Regions from separate parts of the Cricetulus griseus genome. Here region 1 is linked to region 2. Evidence: chromatin contacts called from public Hi-C data. All regions are on one chromosome and are shown on one strand. Each heading gives the region's core, a stretch centred on a gene start, on an enhancer-like site or on the middle of the called end of the contact. The rest is flanking DNA. Distances are from core to core; before and after follow the strand shown. Region 1 holds the start of Ahdc1 (AT-hook DNA-binding motif-containing protein 1). Region 2 overlaps Ahdc1 (AT-hook DNA-binding motif-containing protein 1).

What was found. A called contact is a pair of places that touch in the nucleus more often than the background predicts.
Region 1: a Hi-C map of fibroblasts shows a contact between it and region 2, with 4 times the contacts expected there. The contact joins the promoter of Ahdc1 here to the enhancer-like site in region 2. A contact is called at or near these places in 7 of 8 Hi-C or Micro-C datasets (the CHK-Q cell line, the CHL-YN cell line, the CHO-K1 cell line and 2 more).

The regions. Positions count from the first base shown.
Region 1 is chr2:20,251,587-20,255,382 of CriGri-PICRH-1.0, reverse strand. It overlaps Ahdc1 (AT-hook DNA-binding motif-containing protein 1), which reads left to right and starts at 1,688. Exons shown (of 7, transcript XM_027399547.2): 1 at 1,688-1,723; 2 at 2,397-2,493.
Region 2 is chr2:20,204,437-20,208,502 of CriGri-PICRH-1.0, reverse strand. All of the region lies in intron 3 of Ahdc1 (AT-hook DNA-binding motif-containing protein 1), which reads left to right. Among named protein-coding and RNA genes, the nearest start is that of Ahdc1, 47 kb to the left of the region's middle. Within about 2 kb of position 1,457, at least 1 of the 6 cell types and tissues checked has open chromatin away from gene starts, as enhancers often do.

The DNA of each region.
Region 1 (3,796 bases), core at 439-2,938, 47 kb before region 2:
AAGTCTTCACTGCACGGGGCAGGAGAGCTATGACAAGACTCCAAAAAGTCATTTATTTGTGATAACCTCACAGTTGGGATTTGAAGCTACAAAAGGGCCTCAAAAATACCTACTGCTTTTATTAAAACTGACCTTATCATAATCAATTCCCAGGGTTACTTTGTAAGTGAAGCTGCCCCTGACTGAGGCCTCCCCAGCAGGTCTCATTATGCCACATCAGTGGGTATACTTTTTAGAGCCTTTCACCTCTTCTATTACTTGTTGTCTTCTGGAAAGATTCCAATTGTTCTATAGGAGGGGGTTGAGGGGAGAGAAGGTATGAGGGGTGGTGAGAGTGTGCTTTGGGTAGGATAATGCCACCGTCTACTTTTGACACAGGTTGACTAGCCATTACCCTGAAAGTCCAAAGAAGGCTCAGAAGCAGGTGGACCACGGAGTAAGGGCATTGCCAGAGAAGGTCCCGACGTGGGGCAAGATGGACTAAACCAGCAGCCACTGGGCAAAGGAATGTCAGCCACAGTTGTGAAGTTGGGATCTTCTCAGGAGCAGTCAGTCGGTAGACATGTGGCAGAGCAGTGATCGTGCATTATTCATCGGCTTCTACAAACCTCAGCTAACACTTGTCTACTGAAGTGCCGAGGGAGGACACACAGACACACGGAAAGGTCATCCAGAAAGGGGGATCAAGGGGATCACCCCTCTCCGTCACTGCCCAAGGGTTAAGCATGCGAGCTTTGGAATTAGCCAGAGCCTGGATCCACCACTTTCTAATCCGGACACCTAGGCCTCAGAATTCCTGTATCTATAATTGAAATAAGGTCTTCTAGGGTTGTTGAGATGCTCCAGGGCTCCGTGGTGCCCGGGTGCTCAGTAAATGGCAGCCGCAGGAATTCTCCTTTCAGGGCTGTCCAGCCAGCTCCCTGGGGTAACAAAGCCTTCCTCAGCGGCGCACATTCCCATCTGTGGGGTAGACAAGGCAGGGGGCCCAGAGCCAAGGGCTGGAGAACAGATGTGACCTGATGAGGAGGTAGGTGAAAGTGCTGAGCCCAGCCCCCACGCGCAGCAGGAGCTAGAGAACTGTTGACTTCGGCTTACAAGCAGTTGTTTAAATTCGGAAAGAGGCATGGTATCTATGAATTGTCCAGGATTTTTGCGCCCTCGCCGCCCGCCCTTGGACAACAAAAAGTAGGCGCTGGAGGAATTAAATCCAGGGCTGAGTTTGAGGGGAAGGGCCACTAAGTGCGGAGGAGGCTCTGGCGTTTCCAGAGCGGCTTTCTCGCCAGAAGCCTCTATTGAAGGGAAAGACGTCCCCACATTGAGAATGTCAGTCCTCACTTCTCTCCATGCCCCTCTCAACATGTTTGGGACACCCCAGAAAGTCGCAGCCCTCTTGGCTCATCCTCTGATGCCCTATTCCACTCATTCCATTCTCAGACCCCGCCCCTGCACTACCACCCGCAACCTCGGCGCAGCCAGAGCCCGGGGTAGGGGCCTCGGAACGCCGGGAACCTTCCTAAGTCTGGAGGAGGATCAACACTCCTAGATAAACAGGGACTCATCCCGGCCAGGGAGACTCAGGCACGGGGTCCGCTTCGGGCCGCGCCGTCGGAGCCGCGGGAGCGACCCCGCCCGCCCAGCGCGCGGAGCGGCCGAGCGGGGACTACAAGTCCCGGCGTGCCCTGCGCGCGCTCCCCCCTGGGGTTCCGGATGGTGAGCAGCGAAGGTAAGGCGAGCTCGCAGAGGCAGCGGCGGCGGCGGTGGAGACGGAGAGAGGCAGGCAGGCAGGCAGGCAGGGCGAGGGCGAGAGACGGAGGGAGGGAGCGAGCGAGCGAGGCAGACCAGACAGACAGACAGGCGGGCGGGCGGGCAGAGCGAGCCACCCGCCAGGCTGCGCTCAGCCCCGCTCGCAGCGGAGAGAGCAGAAGGCAGGAGGAGGGAGGGGAGGAGGGAGGAGGGAGGGAGAGAGGGAATCCAGCTACCACCACCCAAAGCCAGCGTCTGCTTTCTGTCCTCATTTCCTTTTCCCACCCAGCTCAGAGAGCAGAGAAAGGCAGAGAGAGCGAGAAATAGAGACAGGCAGACAAACAGACAGACAGACAGAGCGGGAGGGAGGAGGGCGGCGGAGGAGGAGCAGGAGGACTACGCGGGGCGCCTTCCCTCCCAGGTTTGCAATTGGGGGGGTTGGGGGCGGGGGTGTCCAGGGCTGTGAGAGTGTGTGCGCGGCTGGGGGAGCGAGTGGGGCTCAGATAGCGAAGGAGTGATCGTGGTGGGGGGGCGCCGCGGGAGCGGGGGGCCGTGTCCAGCGGAGTTAGCGGCGGAGAATGTGAGCCGAGGCGCGAGCCATGCTGTCAGCGACGGCAGGCGGCTCAGGGCTCCTCTACGACTCCTCTTCCCAGCAGCCGGGCGCCCGCGTCGCTGCCGCTGGCGGAAGATAGACGCCCCCCGAAACCCCTCGCCTGGCTCGGACCCCGGAGCCGGCAGCCCAGCACTCCGGTAAGTAGCGCCTCCTGCCCAGCTCTAGACGCCACTGGGGACCGGCCGGTCAGGCTCTTTTGTGCAGCGCACTGAGGGGGGGCCCAGCGCCCCCAGTCCGGTCCGCCGGACCCCGTGGCTGCGGTGCCCGCGGTGCGATCGGTCTTTGTTTCCACCGGGGCCCGCGGCTCGGCTGGGCTCGGCTCGAAGCCTGGCAGGCAGCGCCGGGAAGGGGGAGGGGAGGTGGACGGGAGGGGGGGCGGGGAGGGGGGGTTCTCGGGTTTCCTGGCCGCCCCGCGGCTCCCCCGGCTCGGGGGCGAGGTGCGCGCCCAGCGCTGCCGCGCACCCCCTCCTCCTTCCCCCTCCCTCCGCCTTTGGATTTAAAACTGCAATTTGCTCTCCAGCTTGCTGAGAATGTGGGGGGGTGGGATGTAGGGGGACCGTGGGAGCGGAGAACAAGGCTGGATTTTAGGATAGGCACTGGGAAAAGGGGAGACTGCGGAGGGAGGAGCCCCTCCCCTTCAGCCCCCAAATCCCAAGGTTCCGCTGGCGCTCTGGGAGTTGAGGGGCGGGGACCTAATGACCTGGAGGGGGTGTGGGGTGGAGGAGGGATTTGGGGGCGGCCTGGCCAGAGGGGTTGGGCCGCGTGCCCGGTTACCTGGCGAACAAAGTCGGCTCACTTTTGCATAAATAAATAAATAATCGCCTATCAATACGTTTCCTCTAGGGCTCTGATTGTATTGGGCCCCCTCTTCCCCAGGGGGTGGGGTGCTGAGTGACAGCTGTCAGCCCCCTAGGTCGGGAGCTGGGGTGAGCTGCTGAATCTCTGCTTTCTGGCTGAGGGCGCCTTTCCCGGCTGGGTCTGGGTCCCCGGGCAGAGCCAGAGGGGCAGGGGGCTGGCTCTGAGACTAGGAAATAACCTTGTTTCCTGTTCTACAGGAAAAGGGACAGCAACCCAGAGTTTGGGGGCTGGGGATGAGGACTGATGGGAGCTAGGGGGAGGGTTCCCCAGCAGCCTGACCCCCCACCCTCCTGCCAAGCAAAGGGGCCAGCTGAGGGAGGAAGGATGTGGGCCTTGCTGGCCGGAGGCGGGAGCTGGGGCTGTCCCTGAGGCGGGCAGCGGGCACAGATCGCACAGAGCAGGAGGAGGGAGAGAAGCGGGGGCGGGAATTCTCTACCGCAGACCCTAGGGGCCAGGGCCAGATGTGGAGGGGTGGGGAGTCTCCCCTCCCTCCTAGCTTGGGGGCCCTGGGGCTGGGCTGGGAGGGGCTGAGCCTGGTGCCCTCGGTTCTGCACCAGTGCCTGACTGGCAGGGCCAGCTGAA
Region 2 (4,066 bases), core at 208-2,707:
GGCGGGGGCGGGAGAGAGGTGGGAGGAGGTGCTAGTGGTTCTGGAGGAGGGAGTCCTCTGGGAGACAGAAGGAAAGACAAGGACAGGAGTCTGGAAGGGCCAAGGGCAGGAGGGGATGGGGGTGGAGTGGGGCAGGAAGCACAGTCCCTGGGTGACCTCGGAGGGAGGAAGGGAGGGCTGCCAGTGGGGTGACCCTCGGGTCCAGTGAGAGCTGGCAGTGGCGCCTACACACCTGGCACCCAAGACAAGGGGCTGGCAGGGGGCGGTACAGGAACAGACCTGCTTGCCAGGTGCCCCACTCTGGACAGGAAGAGGGTGGGCGGGGGCTGCACAAAGGAGCTCTGTGTGGCTGGGGATAGGGTAGGGTGGGTTATGCAGTGCTGTACTGTGCTGGGGTCAGGGGAGCTGATGGCTCGGGGGCGGGGCAGGACCAGCTCCCCTTGGGGCATCAGTGGCTCCAAGGGGACACCTAGTGGTCAGGGAAGGTAGTGCATCTTGATGGCAGGTACGAAGCTAGGAGAAAGATAGGTTAGAATTGATAGTTGAGATAGTTAGGGTAGGTGAACTAGGCTGAATCTCTGGGTGGTGAAGCAATTTGGTTTAGAGGATCCCAACAAAACCAAATGTGTACAACAGCAAGACTGAATGGCATGGCTGTGTGTCCTTAATGGTATGACTAAGCCTCTCTGTGCTCACATTTAAATTCAAAATAAGTGACTGGTTCATTGTTTTGCTCTGACCTGGGGCGGAATCTGCTTGCTAGAAGATTTGCAGGTTGGGTGGGCACTAGAGGCTAAAAGGAAGGGAAGACAGAGTGGGTGATACCAAGTTCCTGAGAGGGAGGGTGGCTGATCCTGGAAGGTAAAGCCTCAGTAGAGAAAAGAGGTCCTGAGGAAGGTTACAGAGCAGCAGGGTTTCCCACTGCGAGGAGGCCAGGGACATCCTTGGGCCTTCAAACCAGCTGAGGGAGATGGGAGGGGGGTGCATGCAGGCTGGAGGGAGGGTCATGAGGCCGGAAGTGAGACTGGGGCTGGCAGCTTGGCTCCCCTGGGGAGGTTAGGGGTGGGTGAGGGGGAGGAGGGCTGGGGAAGGGGTGGGGTGGTCATAGCCACAGCGGGGGAGGGTGGGGCTGGGATCAAGGATGTGGGCTGGTGCTTCCCGGCACTGTGCTCTGCAGGTTGGGGCCCCCCCTTCTAGCCAGCTGGTGTCCCTGTGGGCAAGCTCAGACACTGACCCGGGAACAGACAGCAGACAGAGGGCCCTTTTGACTTTTCATTCACAGACTTGGGCTAGGTGGTACCTTTGAGAAGAGGCCAACAGAATGGCTGCCTGTTGGGGTGTGGTGGGGAAGGGAGCCAGCTGCTTCCCTCAGATCCTGAAGGCTGCAAAAGAGCAGTGGACAGTCAGGAGGATGTGGCCAAAGGTCTTCATGGGTGGGTGGAGCAGAAGCAACCACTGGAGAGGTTTGTCTCTTCTGCCAAGATCACACCCTCAGGCCCCAAGTGGGAGGCCTCTAGAGCAGGAAAGGCTGCTGAGCCCCACCCACAGCAAGGGAGGAATGGTGGTTGCTGGTAGGTAGCTCTGAAAGCCAGGTCAAGCTTATTTCTGGAAATTGACCTGGCAATTCCAGAGCCTGAGCTGCTTCCATACTTTGAGGCAGGGTCTTATTCTGTAGTCCAACTGACCTGGAACTCACTCTGTAGACCAGGCTGGCTTTGAACTCATAGAGATCTGCCTGCCTCTGCCTCCTGAAAACTGAGTTTAAAGGTGTGTGCCCTTGCCTGGCTTTTCCTATACACTGAAGGTATTCTCTCTTCAAAAATAGCAGTACTAGCTAAACTCACTGGGCACAGTGGTACATGCTTGTGTTGTCAACACTGGCAGAGGCAGGAGAATGGCTGCAAGTCTGAGTTCAGCTTTGTCTACATGGTGATGTCTAGGCCAACCATGACTCCAAGTAAAATGTTGTCTCCCAGAAAGAAAGGGGGGTGGGATGGGGTTGGAAATGTAGCTAAGTTGGTAGAGTATTTGCCTCCTGTGCACAGAGTCCTGGGTTCAATCTCTAGCACCCACAAAAACTGGGTGTGGTGGTACACCCTGTGATCTCATTAAGGAGGCAGGATCAGGAGGATTAGAAATTCAAGGTTTTCCTTGGTTGCACAGCTGCCTGTTAGGCCAGCTTGATGTACATAGAATTCCAGGTTACACTGTGAGAGGTGTGTGCGTGCACGCGAACACACACACACACACACACACACATACACATACACACACATACAGAGAGAGAGAGAGAGAGAGAGAGAGAGAGAGAGAGAGAGAGAGAGAGAGAGAAGCAGTGCTGAGCTGGAAGAGACACAGGTCCACAGCTAGGAGAAATCAGAGCCTTGAGTTAGCAGGTGCAGGGGAGGCAGAAGGATGGAGAGTGGACAGAAATGGAGACTGACCTGGATGAACAACAAGATGGGTCCTTTGTGTGCCATTTGTGGCTTTAAGTGAAGTCTCCTAAGCTCTTCCCATTTGGGTCTCCTCTTCGGTAAAATGGTACTAGAGCCCAGGGTACCCACTGGGGGCGCAGATCATAATGACAGCTTCCCAGATGTCCCTCAGATGTGTGAGTCAGGCCCTCCTGGACTGGGGCCTGGGTATCTGGAGTGTTACACAGCTCCTCCGCTCCCCCGGGCTCAGGGTTTGGAAGCCAATGGCTTAGATAATTTCAGTGTTCCTCCCAGCCTTAAATTAGACCACAGCTCTAGAAGGAGCCTTTCCAGAAGTGGCTGAAGGGTTGTTGCAGGAGCTGAGAGTGGGAGAGAGGCTTTGGCCTTAAGAGCTTCAGGAACTCTGCCTCAGAACAGCTGTGTGGCTTCAGGCGAGTTTCACAAGGGCTCTGGGTCTGTTTGCTCTGTAGCTCCAGGATGAGAAGCCATGCATGCCTCCTGGGTTGCTGTGAGGACTCGGTGGGTCATGTATGTGGATTGCAAAGTTCTTTCTGCACACTCCTCCTATGGGCCGCATTCCTTTCCAGATGTCGAGAGATGCAGTGAGCGGGACAGAGAGCCTTGCCCTGGTGATGCTTAGAATGTCAGTGGGTTACATGTCACTGCCTACCACAGGGGCCCACAGGAGTGTCCTTTCTCACACTCTCCCTGAGTCAGCCCTGCCTTCTCCCTATGGGAAGCACTAGGCAATATGGCAACCTGTTCATAGAGCATAAACCAATGATCCAGTGTTAGGTTGGGACCAAATAATAGGCAGAAATCGGGGGCTACTCTCTGAGACTGTTCAGCAGTTGGGGCCCACTGAGGTCCTGGTTTCTGCTCAGCTCTGAGTCTTCAGGCTCCTTTGGGACTCAAACAGGCCTAGATCTAAGTCCCAGCTCTGCCCTAACCAGCTCAGAGTCACTCCGTAAATATTTATGTAGCATCCATAGCTCAGGCTCTGGGGTCAGAGGATACAGCAGTAAACAAGACATGTGTGATCCCTGCCCTTGCGGAGCCTACAGTCTCAAGGGAGACACTAAATTGCCAGTCACACAAGTAATTGATTACAGTTGTGATAAATACTATGAAGGTGAAATAGATAGGACTCCAAGAGGACAGACAGGCCAGACTGAAGGCTGGACATAACATACAACTTCAGAGACTCTCTGATGAAGGTCTGCAAGACAGGGTTTTTCTGTGTAGCCCTGGCTAACCTGGAACTCACTCTAGACCAAGGTGGCCTTGAACTCAGAAATCGCCTGTGGGCCTTCCGGGCACTGGGATTAAAGGCGTGCGCCGCCGCTGCCACCACCACCACCGCAGCCACCGCCAACTACTTTCTACGTTCTTGTCACTTACTCCCTCAGCACCTCTGTTGGGTCTAGAAAAGAATAAGAAAAAACTTCATGAGAGCCAGCATGGTGGTGCATGTCTGTTACCCTCTGTCCATTGCCCTGTCCTGAAAAACAGGGCTGGTGAGATGGCTCAGTGGCTAAAAGCACTTGCCATTTGACCTGACAACGTGAGTTTAGTCCACGGGACCCACAAGGAGAGAACTGACTTCTGCAAGTTGTCCTTTGACCTCCATA